Regions from separate parts of the Anser cygnoides genome. Here region 1 is linked to region 2. A link is a contact called in public Hi-C data. All regions are on one chromosome and are shown on one strand. Each heading gives the region's core, a stretch centred on a gene start, on an enhancer-like site or on the middle of the called end of the contact. The rest is flanking DNA. Distances are from core to core; before and after follow the strand shown. Region 1 holds the start of LOC106041363 (polymeric immunoglobulin receptor-like). Region 2 overlaps MAPKAPK2 (MAPK activated protein kinase 2).

Region 1 (5,844 bases), core at 2,948-5,447, 80 kb before region 2:
GCAGCCTCCACAGCTGCTTGTTGGGAGAACACACACCGGGGACCAGCGCGATGCCCATCTGCGTGGCACGGGGCCACTGCTCAGTTGTGCTGAGTTGTGCCATCGTGTGCTCATTACAGGAAGGAAGAGAAATTTCCTTCACAAGCATAGCTCAGAAGAGCAAATCCTGTAACTTGCCTGAAAGTCAGCTCTTGTTCGGCAATAGGAGAAGCTGCAAGGCCATGAAGCAGCCGCCTTTGCTGCCCCCGCGCAGTCCCTGCCTCTTGCTGCGGTCACTGTCACCCTGCCACGGCGTGTTCCTCGCTTCGGGAGTGATGCTCTGAAAATGTCCCTCGCTGCTCCAGGGCTGCTGAATCTGTTTGCTTTTCTATCTGAAGGAGGTGGAGAGCCCAGCTGTCCAAAAGCTGGGGTCAGCTTGGGACACCCGGGGAGTTGTGCAGAGAGCAAGGTGAGCATTCCCACCCCGGGAGAGCAAGGAAGCAGCTCGGCGCTAGCGCTGCTTGTTAGCACCCCTTCACAGCATCTCTGTCACAGGCAATCTGCCTCCACCCAGAATATCCTGCCACCTCACTGCTCTTCAGAGTGACTCAGGACATGTTACCCGGCCCGACCGGCTCCTCTCGGGAGAGCTCATCCGACAGCAGCCGCTGCCTTTGATCTCGCCCCGCTGAGCTCCTTCCTAACGCAGGCACAGCCGTGGCTGCTCCAGCAGCTCCTGCAGCTGGGGTGGGGACAGCTCCCACTATTGGGGCAAACCAGCCCCTATCCATGGGGCTGGGATTCTGCTGCAACATTGCATAAGTCCTGCTCCTTATCCCCCAGGGGCTGCTCTTTTCTGCCAGTTCCCCAGCGATTCTGCTCGTTTCCATCCGCACACAGGCTGCAGCACTCCCTGCAGGACGTAGGAGCCCCAAGCTGCATTCATTACCTTCTGTAAGGAGCCCACGGGATGCCAGGCGCTGGTGGCTCACCCGGTGGCAGCAGGTTTTGTCACCCATGGATTTCACCATGCCCCTGCAGCAGGCTGGCAGCACACAACACCCCAGCACGGACACCCCACGACAGCGGCTGCTCCTGGTGCTGAACACCCTCAGGCTGAACAAGGCAGGGAGCAAACAGAGGAGCCTTAACCCCTCCTGCCCGGCCCCACTTTGCTCACACACCTCCCTCCCTTTTCTGTACTGAGGTATGGAAGTGCCCCTTTCTGGACTGAGTGAAACGCAGAAGCGGAGCCAGGTCCCCCCCCCGTACCCAGAGAGGTCAGGAATTTGCATCCAAATAATAATAATAATAAAAATACAAAAAATGACTCTGTGGAAGAACTGTTTTCCAAAAAAATGACTCTCTAGAAGAGGTGTTTTCCAGCTGTGGCCCGGATCCAGCTGATGGATCCAGAAGGACCGCCAGGTAGAGCAGCTTTCTGCCTACGCGTTCCGGTCTGGGAGCAGCTCTGCCCCGCTCCCGGCACCGATCCTGCGGGGCTGGGAGCCCCGAGAGCAGCCCCTTAGGCCGGCTTTAGGGGCAGGTGGCCGGGCGGAGCGCCAGGACTTGCCCTTGCTCCCGGCCCCGTTCCCCGCGGTGCCGGCAAGGGGTCGCCGGGGCGCGGCGGCGGCAGCTCCGCGGAGCGACGCGCGGTGGCACTGCGCGCCCGCGGGGAGCGCCGCCCGCCCGGGCACGGCCGGGGACGGCCGGGGACAGGCGGACAGGGCTGGGGACAGGCGGACAGGGTCGGGGACAGGCGGACAGGGCCGGGGACAGGCGGACAGGGCCGGGGACAACCGGCACCCACGCGCTCCCCGCATCTGAGCTGCGCTGCGAAGGTATTTGCACCCCAGGAGGCGCTCCGGGGCTTTTTGCTGCCGGCAGCGCAAAGCAGGCGCTCCCCCCGGGGGCTTCCCCGAAACCCCCACCAGCCCGGGCAAGAAGCGGAGGGCAGGGGGGACCCTTCCCCGCTGTGCCCGCTCCGAGCCGCACCGAGAGCCGGGGTCTGGCCCCGCAGAGGGGACTTGGCCCTTCCCAGCACCACGGGCACACGAATATTTGGGGAAAGGTGATGAAAGCCGAATATGGGGCAGTTAACCCAGCGCCGCAGTTAAAGATGAATTATTAACAGTGGTGTGGAAGTAGGCTTTGTCTTATCGGAGGCAATAAAACAATTGTGAGAGCAACCTTTGAGCACGCCGAGCGCTTCCCGAACTGGGGGCACAAATCTACACCTCAGGTGCCCCTCCTGAGCCCAGGCCTCTGCACCAAGGCTGCAGCCCCTGCAGTGCCTTGGCTGCCTGCCCACAGGTGCCAGCTCCCATCCCGGTGGCAGTGCGCGGGGTCCCGGGGGACACTGCTGCTGCGCAGGGCTCACCAGCTAAGGCAGGCACAATCTCACCCAAATTGTCAGCCAGGTGAGGCCAACTGGGGTGACCGGGCTGTGGGAGACCCTCTCAGCCCAGAATGTGGTTTCCCTGCAGGGCAAGGACAAGGACAAGCAGCTCAGCTCCCATCCTCAGCTCACCCTTGCAAATCCCACTGTGCCCCGCAGAGGTGGCGTCGGCTCTGCTTCTCCCTCAGCCCTCGAATGCAGACCTGCAGAGGGGACTCTGGGTGCCGAGGGAAGGAGCTGCACCACAACCCTCCAGCTGCCCCTTTGGCATGGCAGGGGATCCCTGGAGAGGGCAGCTTGTCGTGGGCTGAACGTTTCAGCCACATCTGCTGCACGGATAAATAACATTCAACAGTCTTAGGCGTTTCTTATCATCAGTTTTATGCATCACATTTTATTGCTAGTACAAGGGCAATCCGATTGCTTTGCTAACAATGCGGTAAATAAAAACATCCTTAGAGAGACCAATATCGTTGCAGTACAATCAATATTGTGAGCTGGTTATTGCACAGGTTTGGTACAAAACAACAAAAATTACTGCAATATAAGTAATCATATCATGATAAAGAAAGCAAAACTACTTGATAGAGATACGCGTTCATCCAGGGAGATTCCAAAGTGCTTCAAACATTGACTCACACAAAACATGATCACAGTCTTCAAAGCATGCCTGTGTACAAGGAGTGCAGGAGTCGGACCTCTGAACCCTGGCAGCGCTGCACCGGGGCAGACCAAAGCTTTCCAGTAAGTGGTTTCTATCAGCCCCGCTGCGGACGCTCTTAACCACATGCTATTTCTCACACTGTGATATTTTGCAGGCCCTGTAGATATGCAGAGAGGCAGGACCAGCACAGGGTGTTCCCGGAACTGCCACAGGGAGACTTTTTCAACCCGTCATTTTTATTTGATAGAAAAATAGAGCAAAGTCCCCGCAATAACACAACCATTACCATGCACACCTAGCTTTGAAATAACGACCACCACATCCAAGCTTCAGCCGATTAAGATGACTTGGTCAGTGTGGAAGAGGAATTGCATGTGTGCGGGAATGGGCAGCCCTTAGCCACATCTCCAGCCCCTGCAAGGCAACGAGCATGGCCACTGCCACGTGAACCAGGCCTTTGGGCTTTGGTCGCACCTTGCAGAACTCTGGGCTTAGCAAGAAATGATGGCACATTTCCTGAGGCCCTGCAACCCACTGACTGCCCGACTTTAAATATGCAATGGTTGAAGCACAGCAAAATTAGAGAGAAGTTAATCACTATGAAATGACAAGTTACTGAGCGTAAAGGTATTCCCGAGTCCCTGTGCCTTAGTGACATGCTGCTTTGATTTCTCAACTTTGGTCTGCTTCACTGATTGGCAATTTGGTTCAATCAGGCTATGTGGCAATGCTCTGATATAATTTTCTTCAATTAACCTGATTGTAACTGAAGCTGCCTACCTGGGAATTACAGCAGAAAGACAGCAATGTTTAGCACTGGAGAGCTGGGCTGGTTTGTGCTTCTTGGGTACCAGGGCCCTGAGCTTCCCAGAGCCAGCTTCTGGCCGCTTCCAGAGCTCCCAGGGTGACTTCTTCAGGCTAGCTGAGTGAAGTGAGGACATGGGATGAACCTGTGGGATGGAGCCCTGCAAGCAGAGATTAGCAGTGCATGGAAAACAAAAGAAACAAACCCCACAACTCCTTAAGAAATAGTCTGAACGTACATTTTATAGAATTGTGAAGGCTGAATAGAGTTTTGCTGGTTATGAAGGTGATGTCCTTGTGGAAGAGGCATCTGAGTATGCTCTGCAGTGCAAAGGAATTACTAGAGGGGAAGAAAAAAAAAAAAAAAGAAGAAGAAGAACAGACAAAAAAACAAGCAAATAAACATGTTAGTTAGGCGGGACTTCTATCTACAGGTCATCACATGCTACATTCTTCCTGCTCGGATAATTTTATAACAAACATTGGGGCAGAAAACAGCTTTTTATCCTGTATTCATACAGAGCATAGCACCAGACAGGCATGAGCTGGTTAACGCAGTCAGGTTCATTCAAACTGCAGAAGTTTGAGGTAAGACACACAAAGTTCGTTCTTCATGTTAAGTTCTGCCTGGAAGCAGTTCCGAGCAATCACATTTCACTACTAGTAGTTAGAAGCAGTCGTTTGGTGTTAAATCTTTGCAAGTTAACTGAAAAACAGGGGAACTCCTCTCAAACTTCGCAATTTCTGCTCCTGACCTCTTCATTATTTTAGTTCCATGATGTCACCCACATCACTTACTTGGTGGCTAAAAATGAACATTTTTCAGGTTCCATGTTCAGTACGTTGGTGGCATTTCTACCATTGTCGAAGTATTTTGGCTGTCATTTTGCTCAGCAAGGCATACCTGGCCTTTAAAAAATAAATACACTATTTTTCTTAACTCTGGACATCACTATATTAAAAAAACAGTTTAACATCAAGAACAGAGCAGAGACCATCTGAGCTGCAAGATACTTCATTAGACTAAATCCAAACCGGAGTGCAGTGCAGGAGAAAATTTCCAGCAGCAGAAGCATCTTGACCTCAGGTGGGTGATCCTCGATTTGCCCTTAATTTACTGTTGAGCGGAGTATTATGCTATCAGACAGCACTTGTATGTGCCACTTTGATGGATTTCACTTACAATGTGCAACAGATCTGAAATTTAAGGTGATTATTTCTATAGTAGTAAGTGTAGCATAACTCATTTATGCTGAAATGTTTTTTTTTTTTTTAAGCTGGTGTAACTGTGTTTTTTTTTAAGTTATAAATTAGATTGTTGGCTTTTTACAAAGAACACATACAAAAATGAGGTAGATGAGGCAAGTTCTTATGCAAACCCACCCAGAGAAACCCTTTGTCCAGTTATTGTGTAGCAGCAGCTAGCTTATTTTGGTTGGTAGCAGGATAGTGGCTTAATCAGACAGGTGAAGAAAACTGTGCATATAAACATTTTCACAAGACAGAACTGAATTGAAGATAGGATAAAAAAAAAATCAATGCGTCCCAGTAAAGCCTGCTTGTACAGGATTTATAACTCCGTCTCTCTTTTCACTTTCTGCTCTGTTATTGGGGTGAGAAATGCCTATTTTGCTGGTTAAAAACAAAACACCTCCTCACCTAAATCCTGAAATTAAATGGATTTAAAATTTAGCTGGCAGCTCTGTGTCGTCGATAGGAAACCAAGTCCACTCTCCTACGTACATCAGTACTCCCCCTACAGAGGATCTTTCACAATTAGACCCCACAGAGAGCACAAAAAAAGCAGCCCAGTAACCTGACAGTGCTGCAAGCGCAGACAGGCAGGTGAGAAAGACCTCACTGAAGGTGCTTTATTTTAGCTTCCATCTAATCCATAAGTCATTTGCAACGTGGGCTAGCTGCCCGCACATCAGCCAGCTATCTCCTACCTGCAGATCGCACGCAGCTTACTGCCAGGGGATGCTGTCAATAACCCCGA
Region 2 (6,124 bases), core at 904-3,403:
AAGCATCCCAGGGAGAGAATTATTCAGATTACTTTCCCCCAAAACACCTCTTGCAGACAGAAGCTCAAAACAGGCAAAGCCCCCAAGCCCGTGAGCTGCGTGGCTCCGCATTTTTCAGACGCACGCAGCCCCCACCCCGCGACGCCAGCGGGCGATTTCACAAGCGGGCAGAGGACGGAGGGCTGGAGAGGGAAGCGACACAACCATTGCACGGCGCTTTCACAAGGAGACCTGCAACACCGGGGCCGGCAGAGCCCCGGCACGAAGGGGCCTCGCGCGCCCGTGAGCATTGCACCATCCCCTGCAAGCTCCCACTGCGGGGGGGTGCCGGGGACCCCCACCCGCCGCCCACCCCCCTCAGCCCAGGGCATCTGCTGAGCATTTCCTCGCCCATGACAGATGTGGCAGCTATTCAGGCTTTTCAGGCAGCAACAAAAGCCTCGCCGGGCGCACAAAGGCGAGGAGCAGAAGAGAGGCTGGGGCTTAAACAGGAGCCACCTGCCGGGGGCCTGCACCCCCCTTGCCCGTGCAGCCAGGACACCCCCGTCTGCCACAGCCCACTGCCCTGCACCAAAATACTGCACCATCCCTCGCGAGAGGTGCCCGAGGACACTGCCCCGACGCCGAGGGAAGTGCCACCAGCGCAGCGGGGACACCGGGGACAAGGAGGGGGCTGCGGAGCTCGCGGAAGAGTCAGAGCAGGTAAACGGCAGCTGGGCGGCAGCACGAAGCGTCCCCGCTGACTCACCGCCTCGTAGTGACGGCACACCGCCGCGAGTGTTCAACGAAGATAAATAAACAGTTTCTGCTTCGTGTGTCTGAGAAAAAAACAGTATTAAGGGATCATTCGGTTCCTGGGTTTTGTTTTGGGATCGTCCTCTTCTCGCCACCGCACGTCAAAAAAACGCGGAGTTGGGGTGAATTGGGGTGACTCCCCCGCTGCTCCCCTCTCCAGCGGGGTCTGCGTTGCACGGTCAGGTCCCAGCTCAGGCCCTCAGCACTCATTACCGAGACCCTCGGTGTCCGGTCACGCAGGAGGCTGTCCTGGGGTGCATCAGGACATCCGTTAACCAGGCTGGTGCCAACGGGGCATGAGGACGGGTGCCTGCACCAGGAGCTTCCCCCAGTGTGACCAGGGACTGACTGGGAAAGGCCCAGGTCCTGCCCTGCACCTGGGGCTCAGCACCCAAAGGGCCCCTCACCAGATGTAGGTGCCACAATGGGCAGTGCAGTCACGCTCCCGTGGGACAAGGACAAATCGCTCCCCAGGGACAAGGAGGGCAGAGGTGATAAATCACCCCCCAGGGTGGGCAGAGCGCGTCGGCACTGCTGGGCCCAGCGCTCCCAAGCCAGGACATGTTCCAGCAATGCAGCTCGGACTGGTGCTTGAGCAGGGGGTGAATGGGGGGCGTCACGGCCAAAACGCCCCGAACTCAGCCTGCCACTTCCTGCATGTGCTGAGACGTCACCTCCCCCCGGCAGTGACAGTGACACCAGACGAGGTCTGAGCAGGGAGGGGACCGGCTGGCTTGGGAGCAAGGCAGAGATCACCAGCACCGCCACCAGCACCGCCACCAGCACCAGCATCTCAGGCCCTTTTATCTGCACCACAGAAAGTGAAAGGAAAATGAGAAGTCAAGGGAGGGGCGAACATCTTCACATGAGCTACACCCTGCTGAGGCCAGGGCTTCATGCACAAACACTTTTTTGCCACCTCCTTGCAAAGCCTTTGAGGCCACCCCAGCTCTCCCTTCAGATGCCCCCCCCTCAAAGTCCTGCATCTAATTAGATCTCCTATCAGAGCCGCTGTGCCGGTGAATGGAAAAGTGCAATGTATGTGCTTTACGATAGGAAGAGGCTGATATTTATGGGTGTGTTTGATACAGAAGTGAGCACTAATGTAAACCATTAACTCAGCTCTGACCTACGTACTTTGCACTTCCCTCCCGAAGGCGCGTGCCCAGCTTGGAAGCCCGCTGCTGCAACCCCACTGCAGCACCCTCGTGCCTCCGTGGCAGCGCAGGGCACCAGCTCTGGGCTCCGGGTCCGTGGGGTTCCCTCCCGGCAGACACACAGACGTGCTCAGCCCCATGGGGCCGTCTGTGCCCGTCTGAGTAGCCACCGGGCACTCGAAGCATCCTTTTGGGTCCCTGGCTCCAGCAGCCCCAAAGCCATGTTCTGCCTGTCTGCACAGCGAGGCCCAGATGAGCCCACCAAATCCGTTTTTGGGGAGCCCCTTTCTCCCAGCCAGGCTGAGGATGGATGGGGGAAAGCCCACGGGATGCGGCGCAGCGCTCCCGAAGCTCTTCTCGCCACCCAGGACATCACCAAGGTTTTATTTACGTGCCCTTGAAGCCCGGTGACGCACAGACGGCACGTTTTGCATCACTCTGTCCTTTCCTCAGCGATTTGTTTAGAAGCTTTTCATCCCCTCGGCAGGCTCTGTCAACACCGGGGCTCACAAACACCTTCCGAAGTCGAGCCCAGGGACGTGCACCCCAATCGCAGCACCCCAGATCGCCCCGGAGGTGACGAACCCCCCCAGCACAGACTTCCCCATACCCAAAACCAATGTTTGCACCCGACCAGCACCGCTGCGGACGTGGGGCTGCCCTGTGCCGGCTGGGAGGCGTTTTGCCCCCGGTCCCCACGTGGCCTGGATGCAGCCCTGCAAAGCGTAACCAGCTCCTGCGTTAAGCGGCCGCTGCTCCTATTGAAAGGAGGTTTTGTGCCGTGCAGGGGGAAGGTCGGAACAAGAGCAACACGGGGATTTCATAACACGCCTTTGTCTGCGCAAGCAGGGGCCCCGCGGCTGCCTCCCCAAACACACTCCCACCCCCGGCCGCCGTGACCGCCCTCCTCCGGCCTTTGTCCCTCCACCCCACACACGGAGGAATGACCCTAAAAGCTCCTCCGGCTTCCCCAGAGCTGCCAGCCCCGAGGCAGCCCCTGCCCCGGGTCCCTGGGGATGCACAAGTCCCCTTTTGGGGAAAGCACGGGGCAGGAGCGGAGCTGGTGTAGCTGACCCACAGCAGGCACATAACGAGGGCGCTAACGAAGGGGCAGGGGAAAGGGGAGGCTCACAGAGCTGTGTCGCCCACCTCCTTCCTCCATCTCGCCCAACAGCATGCTGACCCCGAACTGGGGCTCTTGCTGTGAGAGGCTGCCCTGTGCCTTCTCCTCCTCCTCCTCTTCCTCCTCCTGCTGCTGCAGGGGTGCCCCACAGCCCCGGCACCCAGCGAGGCCTGCAGAGGACCTCGTATGAATCCCCCCACTTGGGATGAACTGACCCGGGCTAAAAGCCAGAAGCTTTTAGCTCCAGATCCCAAGCTCCCCGTGGGCACCTTCCCCTTAAGCACAGGGACGAGAAGCATTTTGGGGCCGACCCCGGACCTCAAAGCACTGCAGGAGGGCGAGCGGGCGGCCAGGCGAGCAGCGGCCCGGCCCTCCCTGTGGGCCTCTGCCACCCTTCCACGTGGCCTCACAGAGCAACAGGAACCGAAAAGGGCTTTGGGGCCCTCCCAGCAGCGGAGGAGGACGTGAGCCTCCTGCCACGCACCAGTGGGCCCCTGTGAGGCCGCCCCAGCACCCTGGCGCTCAGCACCCTCAGCTTCGTGCTCCCCCCAGCACGCTGCAGCTCGGCCCCCCTGCGCCAGGCGTCCGAGACAATTCCAGCTGAGAGGAAAACACAGTTAGGCTTCTATTTTAAAAAGCCCTTTTTGCATCCTGCTGGCACCTCATTAAAGCACTCAGGACACAGCTGCTATTATTAGCTCTCCCTGGCCTCTCGCGGCAGTGCCAGCAGCGGCCCCGCGCTGGGCACGGGGAGCGGGCAGGAGGGAGGGAAGGGCTGAGGGAGGGAGGCCCGGCAGGGCCAGGACGGGGCCCAGACCAGCGTCCCGGTCAGCGCAGTAACCTCGAAATACCTCATCCAGCAAGCATGCATAATTCATCACCCAGTGCCTGGCTGCACATGCCTCCACAAACACCGTCAGAGGAAAAACCTCCCCTCTCACTGTGACCGAGAGGGACCCGCTGGGCTCGGTCTCCACAGGCTGTTCCCACTAAGAGGTCCGGCACTGGAAACACCGCAGAGCAAGGCGTCGATAGCGGAGGTTTTGTCCTCTTGCACCTTATAAACACACAGTGAAAACAGGCTCTGGGAAGACCCGCTGATCCTTCCACAGATGCTCCGTACCCTGAACATGTTTTGCCTGTTAGAGTAGCACGGGAAGGGAATAAAAGCATAAAAGCAGGGGCATTTAAACAAACAAGCCATCAAAAAAACCTACCACCGCATTTCTTGCTGCCTGCCCGGCAGCTGGACTGCTGCTCGGGACCCCTCTCCTCAGCCAGCCCCGTGCCAGCCCTTACACCCAGCACCCTCGCGGACACGGGGCGAAGGGAAGCAGCTCTGGGGCTGGCCGGGGGCTCCCGGGTCCAGCTCTGTAGGAATTCAAGCTCCTTCAATCCCACTTATTGATGAAAAGGGCTCGGGGCCGGGGGGACGCCGGGCACAGCCAAGCAGCAGACAGTCCTGCCTTTGTGCGGTGCGGCCGCCCTCTGGCCCAAGGGCTCCGGCAGCCCCAATACTTCTCCGAAGGCAAACCCTGCAGCCTGTCAGGCACAATGACACCAAGCAGTTTAGTTTCGGGAAACTGTGTCCCCTCCAAGCTGACTGAAATACCTTGGGATCTCCCTGTCCTGTGCAGGAGGAAAGCGCCCAATGCTACCACGTCCCCCTGATCCTCCTTCCCAGGATCGCTCGCCTGGCTGCTTCAGTGCGGTCTTTGGATAGAAAGAAATAGAAAAGGGATGCTCTGGTAAAAGCCACAGCTGCCTGGCCTGCAGAACAGAGCCCGTCTGTATTGCCAGAGCTGTGCAAAGCTGAATGAACGGGCTCCCATCAGTGAATCCTCATCTGATACGGGTGATGGAGATAAGAGCATCCCTCTGACGCTGCCGGGGGGCTCCAAGGACACCAGAGCAGGGGGCTCAGAGCGGGGAGGGACGGGTCCCCAGCCGCCGACCCCTGAGGGTGTGCGTGCACACACGGTGCGATAACAGCAAAGCTGCGCATACCAGGGATTTTTGGCAGTGCTAACTCCCTGAGAAGTCCGTTGGGTTACAAGTTTGACCTTAATGGAAGGTGCCACAAATGGATTCAAAGAGAACCAGCAGCAAGGCTGGAGAGGTGACGGGCTTTGTTCAGGCGTGCAGAGGAGAGGGGACAGAGGTCTGGCAGGGGATGGGGTTTTGGCAGGGGACAGCGGTGTCACAGCCCCACAAGGGGCACGGCACGCTGCTCCGCGGCAGCTCCAGCCCCCAGGGAGGGAACTGCTGCTCAGCCACGTGCAGAGACCACACTGTAATCAGCATGAAACCCCCGGCATGTTACTCACCCAGGCTTCACCAGCCCAGGATTTGCATCCCTAACGACAGGCACCTCGGGCCAGGCTGGTCACCTCCCTCGCTGCGCCCTGCCGGGAGCTGGGGCCACAGGAGCACCCAGAGCACCTCCGAGCCCCACGGAGCTGCACCGCTTCCCCACCGGCTTCCATCTCACGTCGTGGGCAGGGAACTGCTCTTAACCAGCAGCTCTTCCTCACAGCGAGGTGCTGGAAGCTTCTTCCCCAGCATGAAATAAAGAGGGTGGGAGGAGAGACAAGGAGGGAGACGTTAGATGTCCTGCTCTGACACAGAACAAGCCACTGAGTCACCAAAGCCAAGCGGCGAGGTGTGGCAGCACCCCCGGAGCGGGACGGCCCCAGAGCTTGGCCGTCACCCGCCTGTCGGGAGAGGTCTGTGTGTTTACGTGGTCAGACAGGAAAGCAGGGAGCAGTCCTGGGCTATGAAGTCCTGTCCAAGACCCAGACTCAAAGCGAATTTCCCGTCGGTCCCAGAGCAGTTGCTCTCGCTCACATCCCTGGCACATCTCTTTGCAGGGACACCCGCTGAAGACAAAAGTGGGCCTCTTGCAAGCCCCCGGGTTAGCCAGGGTGAAGGCGTCCTCCCAGGGAATGCAGGCAGATGCCAGGCTGGGGGCTGCAATGCTCACAGGCTCCCCAAAGCAGCCTTCCCACTGGCAAGGCACCGCGCACTCCACGCACCGGGGTGGAAACCC

The links. A called contact is a pair of places that touch in the nucleus more often than the background predicts.
Region 1: a contact with region 2 is called in a Hi-C map of liver, with 2.5 times the contacts expected there. The contact joins the promoter of LOC106041363 here to the enhancer-like site in region 2. A contact is called at or near these places in 2 of 7 Hi-C or Micro-C datasets (both in liver).

The regions. Positions count from the first base shown.
Region 1 is chr25:5,008,955-5,014,798 of Taihu_goose_T2T_genome, reverse strand. It overlaps LOC106041363 (polymeric immunoglobulin receptor-like), which reads left to right and starts at 4,197. Exons shown (of 10, transcript XM_013189763.3): 1 at 4,197-4,932.
Region 2 is chr25:4,927,015-4,933,138 of Taihu_goose_T2T_genome, reverse strand. All of the region lies in intron 2 of MAPKAPK2 (MAPK activated protein kinase 2), which reads right to left. Among named protein-coding and RNA genes, the nearest start is that of MAPKAPK2, 11 kb to the right of the region's middle. Within about 2 kb of position 2,153, at least 3 of the 3 cell types and tissues checked have open chromatin away from gene starts, as enhancers often do. A contact at or near this core is called in liver, where this site is marked.